Regions from separate parts of the Mus musculus genome. Here region 2 is linked to region 1. Evidence: chromatin contacts called from public HiChIP or PLAC-seq data. All regions are on one chromosome and are shown on one strand. The core of a region is the stretch at or near the end of the contact, and the rest is flanking DNA. Distances in the headings are between cores, read along the strand shown.

What was found. HiChIP or PLAC-seq counts read pairs in DNA pulled down with a chosen protein or histone mark.
Region 2: a contact with region 1 is called in an H3K27ac HiChIP or PLAC-seq map of embryonic stem cells, with 5 times the contacts expected there. The contact joins two enhancer-like sites. A contact is called at or near these places in 4 of 115 datasets of contacts at active chromatin or transcription factors (embryonic stem cells and pancreatic cancer cells).

The regions. Positions count from the first base shown.
Region 1 is chr7:44,699,535-44,705,603 of GRCm38.p6, forward strand. No RefSeq gene overlaps it. Among named protein-coding and RNA genes, the nearest start is that of Izumo2, 6.2 kb to the right of the region's middle. Within about 2 kb of position 2,562, at least 15 of the 459 cell types and tissues checked have an H3K27ac peak or open chromatin away from gene starts, as enhancers often do. A contact at or near this core is called in embryonic stem cells, where this site is marked.
Region 2 is chr7:45,069,475-45,075,453 of GRCm38.p6, forward strand. It overlaps Nosip (nitric oxide synthase interacting protein), which reads left to right. Exons shown (of 9, transcript NM_025533.3): 2 at 4,016-4,090; 3 at 4,508-4,613; 4 at 5,132-5,213. The coding sequence starts at 4,021. Among named protein-coding and RNA genes, the nearest start is that of Nosip, 10 kb to the left of the region's middle. Within about 2 kb of position 3,172, at least 17 of the 459 cell types and tissues checked have an H3K27ac peak or open chromatin away from gene starts, as enhancers often do. A contact at or near this core is called in embryonic stem cells, where this site is marked.

The sequences.
Region 1 (6,069 bases), core at 1,312-3,811:
TCCTGTAAGTTGTCTTCTGACCTGAACATTTGCTGTATGGCACCACACATGACCCCCCCCCCCCATCTAGACACACACACACACTTTTTTTTAAATGTTAAAAGGGGGGAGGGGTTAGCAGGGCATGGAGGGGCATGCCTTTAATCCCAGCACTTGGGAGGCAGAGGCAGGCGAATTTCTGAGTTTGAGACCAGCCTGGTCTACATTGTGAGCTCCAGGACAGCCAGGGCTACACAGAGAAACCCTGTCTCGAAAAACAAACAAACAAAGATTTTGTAGGTTGTTGCTGTGTTTGTTGGGTTTTAGTTTTTGGTTTAATTTGTTTATTTGTTTGTTTAGAGCCTCACACAGAGACAGGGTTTCTCTGTGTAGCCTTGGATGTTCTGGAACTCACTCTGAAGACCAGGCTGATCTGGAACTCAGAGATCCGCCTGCCTCTGCCTCCCAAGTGCTGGGACTAAAGGTGTGCGCCGCCGATGCCCAGTGTAAAAAAGGTTTTTAGATGTTGTGGCTTGCTGGAGAGAGAGCTTAGCATTTGGGAGATGCTGCGAGAGACACATGAGGGCCAGAGCTCAGCCTGCATCGCTGTGTAACTGGCCAAGTAGCCTGAGTCCTAGTGCTGTAGCCAGAGGGGACACGAGGGTCCCTGGACTGTAGCCAGAGGGGACACGAGGGTCCCTGGACTGTAGCCAGAGGGGACACGAGGGTCCCTGGACTGTAGCCAGAGGGGACACGAGGGTCCCTGGACTGTAGCCAGAGGGGACACGAGGGTCCCTGGACTGTAGCCAGAGGAGACACGAGGGTCCCTGGACCTTGTTCCTTTCAGCCCAGCTGGGAAAGCATGAGGTTCAGGTTCAGGGAGGGCTCCTGCCTCAAGGAACAGACAGAGTCTCAGAGGGTATCAGGTTCTTCATGCCTTTGCACACACACATAGGTATAAGGACCCCACACAGATACACACAGGAGCCCATACATTCACAAACACAAACGTGAATAAGTAAATGCATGTTTCTTCTGTAAAGTTGAACGCACTGATTGGGAGGAGAGGGCAACTGCAGAGATGGCTTCGTGGTTAGAAGCACACACTACAAAAATCCTGGTTGCAATTTCCAGCACCCATGTTGGGCAGTCCATAAACCATCTGTAACTACAATATCAAGGGATCCCACATCTTCTTCTGGTCTCCATGGGCACCTGCAGACAGCTGTCAGGCACACATACACACACGTATGTGGCTAAAATTCCTTCCCAGAAGTATAATGTCAGCAGGGTCTTCCTTCCTTCCTAAGCTTGCAATGATAAACTGAAGCACGGCTTCTCTGAGGTCACTCTGCTCAACCTTGGTTTTCCTTACAAAGCGTAGGTAAGGAGTTACCTCTAGGGATGGGGTGCACCTCTTCAAACAGGCTGCACCTGACTTACCCAGTGAGGATGAGAGCTGTCCCACAGCTCCATAAATGGAGCTTCCCCAAACCCTCACCTGTGTATACCCTCTTGCTGCTCCCCGGGGTCACACACAGCGAAGGCAGCACTGCACAGGACTGGTAAGAGGCTGCTGGGCACTCAGGCCCAGGGGCTCCAAACCTTCCCCACCCTGCCACAATGAGTCAGCAAGCCCGGTGTCCCCATCCTTTTGCAAGGGGCTACGGCTGAACTCTCCAAGTGGCAGCTGTTTGGTTTAAACAGACAGTCACACACAAAACCATAAATAAAGTTTGTTTTAAAAAATTACAGGGGACAGAAAGAATCCTGGAAGGTAACTTTATCCACAAAACAAACAAACAAACAAACAAACAAACAAATCCTCCCACTGGGCCAGGGAAGTGCGGTACACTGCATATAGTTAGTGTGCAGTGTGCATATGAGTGATGCACACTGGTAAGGGGTGGTACATTGCATATGATCTAGCGATGGCCCTCTGAACAGCTTTAGGACCAGGGAGGTCTGGCTTTGTTTTTTATTTACTTTGAAGAACTGGGACTTAGAGCCTCACACCAGCTTAAAAAAGAAACACTCTACCACTGAACCACGTTCCAGTCCCTCACTGGGGGATTCTAGGCAGGGGCTCTACCACTGAGCCATGCCCCCAACCCCTCACTAGTAGATTCTAGGTACAGAAATGGCCATCTTTCTGCCCCAGCCTCCTTGATGCTGGGGTTTAGCTCAGTGTGGGAAATCCTTCAGCCTTCTTTATTGAAATGTAAAATCCTAGGGTGTGATAGCAAATGATATTTAATTCATCTATGTTTTACTAAGTCACTCTTTACTGATGTGGCTAACATCAGAGAAACCAAAGCAATTCTGGGCCTCATACCCGGATCTGAGAGCTCTGGGTTTAGAAGCTGAGCAAGCCCGGCTTTGTGGCCGTTGTGCAGCTCACTGTCCTAAAGAGGGACTTTGACGATGGAAGAGGAGAAGCATGCGCAAGCCAACAGGCTGGCGTCTATCTCAGACAGTGGTCTCAATCTTGCTAGTCTGCTGGATAATCCTGGACCTGATAAGTGCAGGCTGCAGGGAGCCACAGCTCGCTAGCACAGGTCAGGGAGAGAATTTAACTAGTGTGATCGCACTCTACTGGTGACATGGCACAATGACACCCTGGGTGTCCTCCATCATTCCTAAGCTATCCCAATCACATGTAATTCAATTCAGCTGCTCAGGCTAAGCCAGCCATGTCTGTGTGTGTGTGGGGGGGGGGGGGGGGGAGGCGGTGTGATTGGCTGCTATGTATACAAATGCTAAACTCTGAACCCCAAGATCTGGTTGCCATCCAGACAAAAGAATTCTCACATATGCCAGCCTTTGTTATGTAAAACTTGCTCCCCCAACTAAAAGTTAATTGGTTAATAAAAGGCTAGGGACGGAACTATGATTGGGCAGTGGAGAAAGAAAAGTGGGACTTGAGGATGGAGTGAGTGGGGGGTCTCAGGAGAGACCATTGGGAGATGCAGAGAACGAGGTCTCTATTAGAGGGGATGGACCAAGAGACCTGACAGACTGAGGGAGCAAAGCAGTCAGGGTGAGACTGAAAACACCAAGTAACAAGGGGCACATGGTTTGAATACAGAAGAGAATAGAATTGAAGATGCCCAATCTGGGCTTGTAAATAAAATACAGGTTTGTGTGTCTTTTACACAGGCTGGCTAGAATATATAATTTTACAGTTTACAATATTATAGCAGCTACACCTGTAACTTCAGACTGTTTGCTAGCCACCTTAGTGTTAGGTTTGGGGTGGAAGCCAAGAAAACATGTTGCGTTGTAGCTTTATTACCCCACCATTGCTCTGGGAACAGGCCGCACTACCAACCCCCACACAGTTTCCCTTGAATCCACGGATAAATGACACAGACACACAGTTGTTCAATTTCAACTCGCCTTTTGACACAATGGCTGGGCTATGATAGTAGGTTTTTCCTGCCTGGAAAAGCTTGCCCTTATCAATATTCTTATCTCTGCACCTCCCAACTGACCTAACTTTAGTTGGTCTGTTGAACCTAGTCCCTGCTAAACATCCCTGACCACTTGTCTGTAGGAGCGGCCTGTGTGGCTACTCTGTTTCGAGATCTCACATAGTTGGTCAACTTTTCTTCATCAGAAGCATGGCGAAGAATTCTGTCTCTCCTCCCTTGCCTCCAGGGGCCCGGAAGCCCCGCCTATCCCTCTCGTCCAGCAATTGACCCATAGCTTCTTTACAGACATATCAAGAACCAATTGGTGAACAGGACCTCGGCATCAGAACCACCCCCTACAAGAACTCACTTCAGAGATGGAAACTTAAAAAGTAAAGTTTTATTTTCTGAGTGCTCAGGGAGGCAACCCGTTTGGGATCTGTACTGCATCCCCAGGGGAGACAGACGTGTAACATTTTTATAGGATGGGAACAAAAAGGGAGGGGGAGCAGGGTGGTCTGTTGCATTGACCAATCATATTTTCACAAAAGGGGGTTGGGCTTTATCCAGGTCACCTGGTTTCAGGGTCCTTGATTCAGCTTTTGTGACCAGGTCCCCTCCTGGACTCTGACCTGGAAGGTTAGAATGATATGGGAACAAAGGAGTGGGCATGCCGCACGTAGTCGGTTACATCAAGACGGGCAGCACATTTGACTTGTGTGACTTAGTTTAGATAACAGAATAAGAGCATCTTCCCTCTTTGCATCCCGTAGTGGTTAGCAGACAAGTATGAAACACCCAAAGAAGGACAGGAGTTGGGCTCCAGGCACTGGGGACATAAACTCAGTTTTGAGTCTGCCAGCAAGATGGATGGAACTTGTTTCCAAGATGTCTGGACTCAGGAAACTGTCCCTAACATTAGAAAAAGAAAACAAGCCTGGGGCTGGTGAGATGGCTCAGTGGGTAAGAGCACCCGACTGCTCTTCCGAAGGTCCTGAGTTCAAATCCCAGCAACCACATGGTGGCTCACAACCATCCCTAACGAGATCTGACTCCCTCTTCTGGTGTGTCTGAAGACAGCTACAGTATACTTACATATAATAATAAATCTTAAAAAAAAAAAAAAAAAGAACCAGTTTCCTGTTTAAAAAAAAAAAAAAAAAAAAGAAAGAAAGAAAACAAGCCTGGTGCAGAAAATGTCTGTCAACTCAGCCCTTGGGACACAGAGGCAAGAGAGTTGTTTCATGCCAGCTTGAGCTGTGTAGTGAGTTCCAGGCAAGTCAGGGTTGCAGGGTGAAACCCTATTTCAAGTGAAAGGGGTTTGGACAAGATGGTTCAGTGGACCACCAAGACTCTGGCCACCAAGACTCAGGAGCTGAACTTGATCCCCGGGACCCAGATGGAAGGAGGGGACGGGCTTCCCAGATTTTCCCTTTGACCTCCACGGGCATACCTGCTAACACAAAAAATAGACAAATGTCATTTTTAAAGAAAGATAAAGCATTTCCTAGGGACATGGCTTCCCTACATGGACTACTCTGGTAGAAGATCCAGGTTTAATTTCCAGTATCCACATGGCAATTCAAAAATCAACTGTAATTCCAGGTCTGGGTATCTGGCGCCCTCTATTGGCATCTGTGGGCATTGCGTGCATATGGTATATAAGCATACATGCAACTATACACTCATACACATAAAAATACATAAAAGTTTTACAGTTGGGTATGGTAGTGCACAGCTTAAATCATAGCACTCAGGGGGCAAAAGCAGGTGGATCTCTGTGAGTTTGAGGACATCCTGGTCTACACAGTGAGTTCCAGGACACCAAAGGCCACATATTGAGACCCAGTCTCGAAAAAGATAAGATAGATAAATAATAAATAAAAAAATAACACTTGTGAAAAGTATTTATTCTCTCTTTCTCTCTCTCTCTCTCTCTCTCTCTCTCTCTCTTCAGGTACTGTTTCTCTGTGTAGTTTTCTTGCTGTCCTAGAACTCACTCAGAAAACCAAGCTGGCTTCAAACTTAAAAAAAAATTCTTAAAACAAATTTATAACATGACTTTATTAGCCCACCATCTCCCAAATAATGACACAGAGACCTTTTATATTTTTATGAAAGCTTTAGGCCTTCGCTTGGCAGACTCTCAACTAGGTCACTGAGTGAACCTAGCCATCGAAGTAAACCCACTCTGTGGCCTGTTAGATACTTCTCCTTCAGTTGGTCCGGCACCTGCTTCATTCTCCACATCTGGCTGGCAAATCTCTCCTCCATGTCTCACTCACGAACCTCTTCCCTCAAACTCTTTCCCAGAGTTCCTATCTCTGCCAGGAAGTCCTGCCTATCCTTTCCTTTCCTGCTTTGCTATAGGCTGTACAGCTTTTTATTAAACCAATCAGAGAATGCCTTAGACGGGCAAGGACAGACAGAGAAATATCTTCACACAGTGTACAAAAAGATTCTCATAACACAAATGTCTTTAAACAAATAAAATAAAAAAATAGGACTCCAGCTCCAGGAGGTATTGTGCCCTCTATTGACCTCTTTGGATACTGCATGCAGGTGGTGCACATAAAGTAACAAAAGTACTTACTTTTAGCAGTGCAGAGCATGCCTTTGATCTGAGCAATTAGGAGGCAGAAGCGGGCTCTCTTCTATGAGTTCTAAGTTTGAGGCC
Region 2 (5,979 bases), core at 1,922-4,421, 370 kb after region 1:
TACCCTGGAATTAGAGTTATAGATGGTTGTGAGCCACCATGTCAGTGCTGGAAGTTGAGTCCAGGTCCTCTGTAGAAGCAACAAGTGTGGGGATGAAGAGGACTCCTCCGGTTCTCTTTCAGAGGACTGGGGTTCAATTCCCAACACCCACATGGCAGCTCTCAATGTCTGTAACTGCGATTCCAGGGGATCCAATACCCTCACCCCCATCCTCTGGCCTCCTTGGCACCAGGCACACATGTTGTGTATAGACATCCATGCAGGCACAGCTGTAGTCCTAGCTGGCCTGAAATGCACCGGGTGCTTTGATAAGAGGCTGTGGTCTTCTATTGGTTAGATTGTCTTCTCTTTCTGTCTAGAGCTGACATTTCTCAGCTGGAGGTGGCTAGCTCAGCTGGTCCTTGCTTGGTGACAGTCACAGGAAACCCTGTGGTGAAGGTGTGAAGAAAAACTGTCTGTAACTGCAGTTCCAGGGGACCTGGCCTCTGCAGGCACCAGACACACATGAGGGGCACAAACATACATGCAGGCAAAACTCCCACGCACATCAAAATAAATCTTTTTTTTTAAAGATTTATTTATTTTTATGCATGTGAATATACTGTTACTGTCTTCATGCACACCAGAAGAGGGCATCAGATCCCAATGCAGATGGTTATGAGCCACCATGTGGTTGCTGGGGATTGAACTCAGGACCTCTGGAAGAGCAGTCAGTGCTCTTAATCACTGAGCCATCTCTCCAGTTGGCTCCAAAGTTAAATACACCGGGCTTGGTGCTACCCACCTGTCTTGTCTAGGACTCCAGAGGTGGATGCAGGAGGATAAGACGTTCAAGGCTATCCTCCTTGAGAGGATAAGCTTAAGAGGCCAGCCTAGCCTTTTTGAGACCTGTTGCGGAAACCATTGGGTGTAGCACTATTGACTGATTGGTCCTTGCAGTCAGACCCCTGCAGCATACATGTAGAGAGCGGACAATTCTTCCATGGCACAGGAGATTGAACTCAGGTTATAGGGTTTGTAAGGCAAGCAAGCATCTTCACCCTGAGCCATCTCACGGGCCCACCTTTGGGTTTTCTGAGACAGGGTCTTTCTCAGTTCTTACTGATCTAGAACCCAATATAGAACCTCCTGCCTCAGGCTTCTGTGTCCTGGGATTGCAGGTGTGGGCCACCACATCTAGGGTCCCTAGTTCATCTCTTCCTGGCGCACACACAGGGAGCAACAGAGTGTAACTGGCCCAGGGCTTCCAACTTTTCATCTGTCAGCACACTCAGATAGAGGGAGGGAGAGAGGATTCCACCCCTTTGGGCCCTGCCTACCGCTTGCGCACTGCAGAAAGCCTCATTCTCAGACCTTATGGGTTTGGTTTCTGTGTGCTTGGTTTCCTTGCAGTGTCGTGGTTGACCAGGCCTTGTGTGCTAGGCAAGTGCTCTGTTAGTGCAAGAGCTCTGCCTCAGCTCTCGGCTCGAGTTTGTGATGTCTCACTAAGTTACTTAGGCCAGGACACTAAGTACCAGGCCTGCCTTTGTTTCTTTTCTTTTCTTTTTCTTTTTTTCTTTTTTTTTTTTTAATAAGAACATGATACTAGGTTTTATTTATTTATTAAGATTTATTTATTTATTATACGTAAGTACACTGTAGCTGGAAGAGCAGTGACTGCTGGAAGAGCAGTCAGTGCTCTTAATTGCTGAGCCATCTCTCCAACCCCCTGTTTCTTTTTAAATAAGCAGTTTATTACATTTGTGTGTGTGTGTGTGTGAGAGAGAGAGACAGACAGACAGACAGACAGACAGACAGACAGATCCATCCCCTGGGGCTGTGTCTATAGGAGTTTTAAGCTGCAACATCTCCAGCCCTCTGTATTTTTTTCTATTGCTGAGATATATGAGTGATTACCTAAATAGTTTTGAACACAAAGACATGAAATCAGGTTAAAATAGGAACCAATGAAAATATACGTTCATGGAGAAAAGGATATGTAAAATTTAATTTCTGGTGAAACCTTTTCTTTAGTTTGTATGTATGTGTTTCACATGGGTAGTGACAAATTTGGAGCTTTGCTTTCTTTGAAGAACACAGAAATATTATAAGAATATGATTGTTGTAATCCCAGCTGTGGGATGTGGGGCTGCTTCAGACCGCCCACAGCAGCTGACTATGATTTGCCTTGTGCCCTAGCAGAGGTGTAATTTTGCTGCAGCAGATAGTTTCTGTGATTGTGTGACATTTGGATTCTGAGGAGTTTTCAGAGGGTCTATAAATGCTAGGGCCCTGAGAAGTGGGGTTATTGGTTCTTGGTTGCTCTTGGTCTGGGTTTGTTAAGTAGTCATACACAAAGAAGGAAAGGAAAAAAAAAAAATGAGATATCCTGACTTTGACTGTCAAGCTTGCCCAGGGAGCTTGATGCCCATAATGAGCAGGAGGTAACTTAATGATAACTCCGCCCCCTTCCCAACCCTTTTCTTCCCATCCTTTTTCCTCTCTCTAGTGTTGGGGGTTGAAAGGGTAGAAAGGGGTGAAAGGTGGAAGATAAAGAACCTACAAAGCAGCAAAGACTGTGATACAAGTGAATGTGGGGGGGGGGGGACGCCTTTAATCCCAGCACCCGGGAGGCAGAGGCAGGCGGATTTCTGAGTTTGAGGCCAAGCCTGGTCTACAGAGTGAGTTCCAGGACAGCCAAGGCTGTCTCAAAAACAAACAAACAAACAAACAAACACAAAAAACAAAACAACCCAAGTGAATGGTGGAAAGTATCAAGGATGGGTTTAGATCACAGGATTAGGTTACATCAGCTACATTTTCAAGGAGAATAATGATGTTATTCTAAATACCCAGGCTGGAGAGATGGCTCATCCATTAGTAATGATGGCTGCTCTTCCAGCTTAGTTTCCCAGTCCCCACATGGAGCTCACAGCCACCTGTAACTCTGGCTTCAGAGGATCTGTCACCCTCTTCTGGTCTTGGCAGGCATTGCTGCACATGACGTCAGTCACACAAGCAAGCATGCACATAGCAAATAAAATGGTTTTGAAAAAGTCAAGGTTTTAGTTGTTTCTAGAGTGTCTTACATAGTAACTTGGGTTTTTTGTTTTTTTCAGAGCTGAGGACAGAACCCAGGGCCTTGTGCTTGCTAGGCACGCACTCTACCACTGAGCTAAATCCCCAACCCCAGTAACTTCTTTTGTTTGCTGAGCAAAGTCTCATGTGGCCCAGGCTGACCTCCAACTCACTTTGTAGATTCAAAGTAGTTCAAATTCACCTTGAATTAACTCTCCTCTCTCCCTCTCTCTCCCTCCCTCCCTCCCTCTGCCCCCCCCCAAGTAATTATTTGTTTATTTTATGTGCACTGGTGTTTTGCCTGCATGTGTGTCTGGGTGAGGGCACCAGAAGCCCTGGAACTGGGTGTGAGCCACCATGTGGGTGCTGGGAATTAAACCCAGGTTCTCTGGAAAAACAGCTGGTGCTCTTAACCCCTGAGTCATCTCCCTACCCCCTCCCTTGAACTCTTCTCCTGCCTCCCCTGACCCCCAATGGCTTAGTAACTGAAAGGAGAGATGAGAAACATAGGGAAGGCTGGGGATGCAGTTCCGCATGCACACACTTGCCTAGCACAGACGTGGTGGCACAGCCTGTCTTCCCAGCATTGAAGAGGCTGAGGCAGGAGGTTTGCCTGGAATCCAAGATCAGCCTGGGCAATAGAGGAAGACAGAGTTTTTTTTTTTTGTTTTTGTTTTTAAAGTGGTTCAGGCCTTTAAACCAGCTCTTAGGGGGCAGAGGTAGAGTTTGAGGCCAGCCAGGGCTACATGGTGAGACTCTGTCTCAAAGGCAAAAGGAAGTGGCTGGGCACTGCCTGGTGTTCTGTCCTCCCTGCTGAGACCCACGGACTGCTGTGGTTTAGGGCTGTGTTTTCGGCGACCTGAACAGGCTTCAGGAGCAGGCTACTGACCACAAGCCCAGGAGGCTGTTCATGTCCTGTGTGAGTGCCCTGGGGTCACCCTGACACTTCCCCCCTTAGACAGGATGACGCGGCATGGCAAGAACTGCACTGCAGGGGCCGTCTACACCTACCACGAGAAGAAGAAGGACACAGGTACCATCCTAGGGACATCACTGTCACCTTCAGTTTCACCCTTTGTGAGGTGTGGCTTTCTAATTCTGCCCTGTTGTCCTGTTCTGCCCCTGAGTGGCCTGTCTCTTTCCCATCTATACTAATGATGGTGGCCATAGACAGTGTGGCCCATCCAACATACCATCCCACGTCTGCTCCCCTTCCTCTTAACCATTCCTGGCCAGCTCTGCCGAAAGGAAGGCCGAGAGCCACAGTGGTGGTCCCCACCCCGGGAGAGGGAGGGAGCCCTGAGCCTCTTCACCCCGCTTCTGGGGAAAAAAGCTGACCTAGCCATTGTGGACTCTCTCAGACTCCACCAAACCTACACACTTCTCTGCGACATTTGGTGGAGGGCATGTCCCCACCCATGTCTTCATTCCCACCTTGTTCTGTCCCCAGCGGCCTCGGGCTATGGGACCCAGAACATTCGACTGAGCCGGGACGCTGTGAAAGACTTTGACTGCTGCTGTCTCTCTCTGCAGCCCTGCCATGACCCTGTGGTCACGTAAGCAGGGGAGGGGCAAAGGGGCAGCTGGTGTGTGTGGGTTTAGCAGACCTCTCAGAGCCTCAGAGCCCTCACCAGAGGCAGGCAGCTCACCTCCACCACAGGTGCAGTTGGGCGAGCGAGTGCACTGCTAGTCTAGTGGCTGAGGCTGACTCGGGGTACAGTGCGTGCCTCGCATGCAGGAACCTCTGGTCCATCCCAGCACCACAGAAAGCCGGGTGTGATGCACACCTGTTATCCCAGCACTCAGGCAATGCAGACAGGAAGACGAGGCCTTCAAGGCAAGCCCCAGCTACATAGTAGTTTGAAGCTAGCCTGAGCTCCAGTACATTGTCTCTCTAAAGAGAGGACTGAAAGGAGTGCTGTGAAGACGTTGCCTAAAGGTACTTAGTGGTATCCAGGGCAGGGAGTGAATAGAGATGCTCACCTGAATATGCTTGGTGGTACCCCATGTGGAGGGGGACCCGACCCTGCGGCTGAGCCCACGCCAGTGCGTCCCTCATCCCCTCCCTCTGCAGGCCAGACGGCTACCTGTATGAGAGGGAAGCGATCCTGGAGTACATCCTGCACCAGAAGAGAGAGATCGCCCGGCAGGTGAAGGTGATGGAGGCTGAGGGGAGGAAGACACCAGGAGAGGGCATCGGATCCCGTTACAGATGGTTGCGAGCCACCATGTGGTTGCTGGGATTTGAACTCAGGACCTCTGGAAGAGCAGTCAGTGGACTTAACCGCTGAGCCATCTTCCTAGCCTGGCAGGGCAGTTTCTGCAATGGTGGCGTCTGCCTGGAATGCCATCTACCTCCCGCTTCTCTCCACTCAGATCTCAGCCCAGACAGCATCCGCATAGACCTCCTGCGGGCCAGGCCCTCTGGGGTGCACCTGCTAACCCCACCTGGACCCCCGGACCCCCTGGTGCCCTCGTACTCACTGCTGAGTCCACACTGGACCGCAGGCGCGCAGCCCACGGCCCACAGGAGCAGCTTCCCATGCTCTCAGCTCCAGGCACTTAGCAGGGGCTTGAGATGTAAATGGATACAGTGTGTCCTGTGCTTGGTCTTACGCTGTACAATGGCCACCAGGGTGAAGCTAGAGGGTGCACAGAGCAAGTGCAAGACACAAATAGATAATCTAAGTGCCCAGCAGGCACGCTGGGTGTCCTTCATTCTGTGGGGAGAGACACACTGGCAGGCCCTTGTTTTGGACCAGGCATGGCACCCGGGCTTCACAGGCCAAGCACCTGCAGCCATCCTGCTGTCGCCTCGGCTCATGCATGCTCAGTACTTGCTCCACAGACTCTGTGTCTCCCACACACCAGGGCTAGCTAGACTCTCCCTGACCTTGGTTCCCTCATTGGAGGCCTTCATGG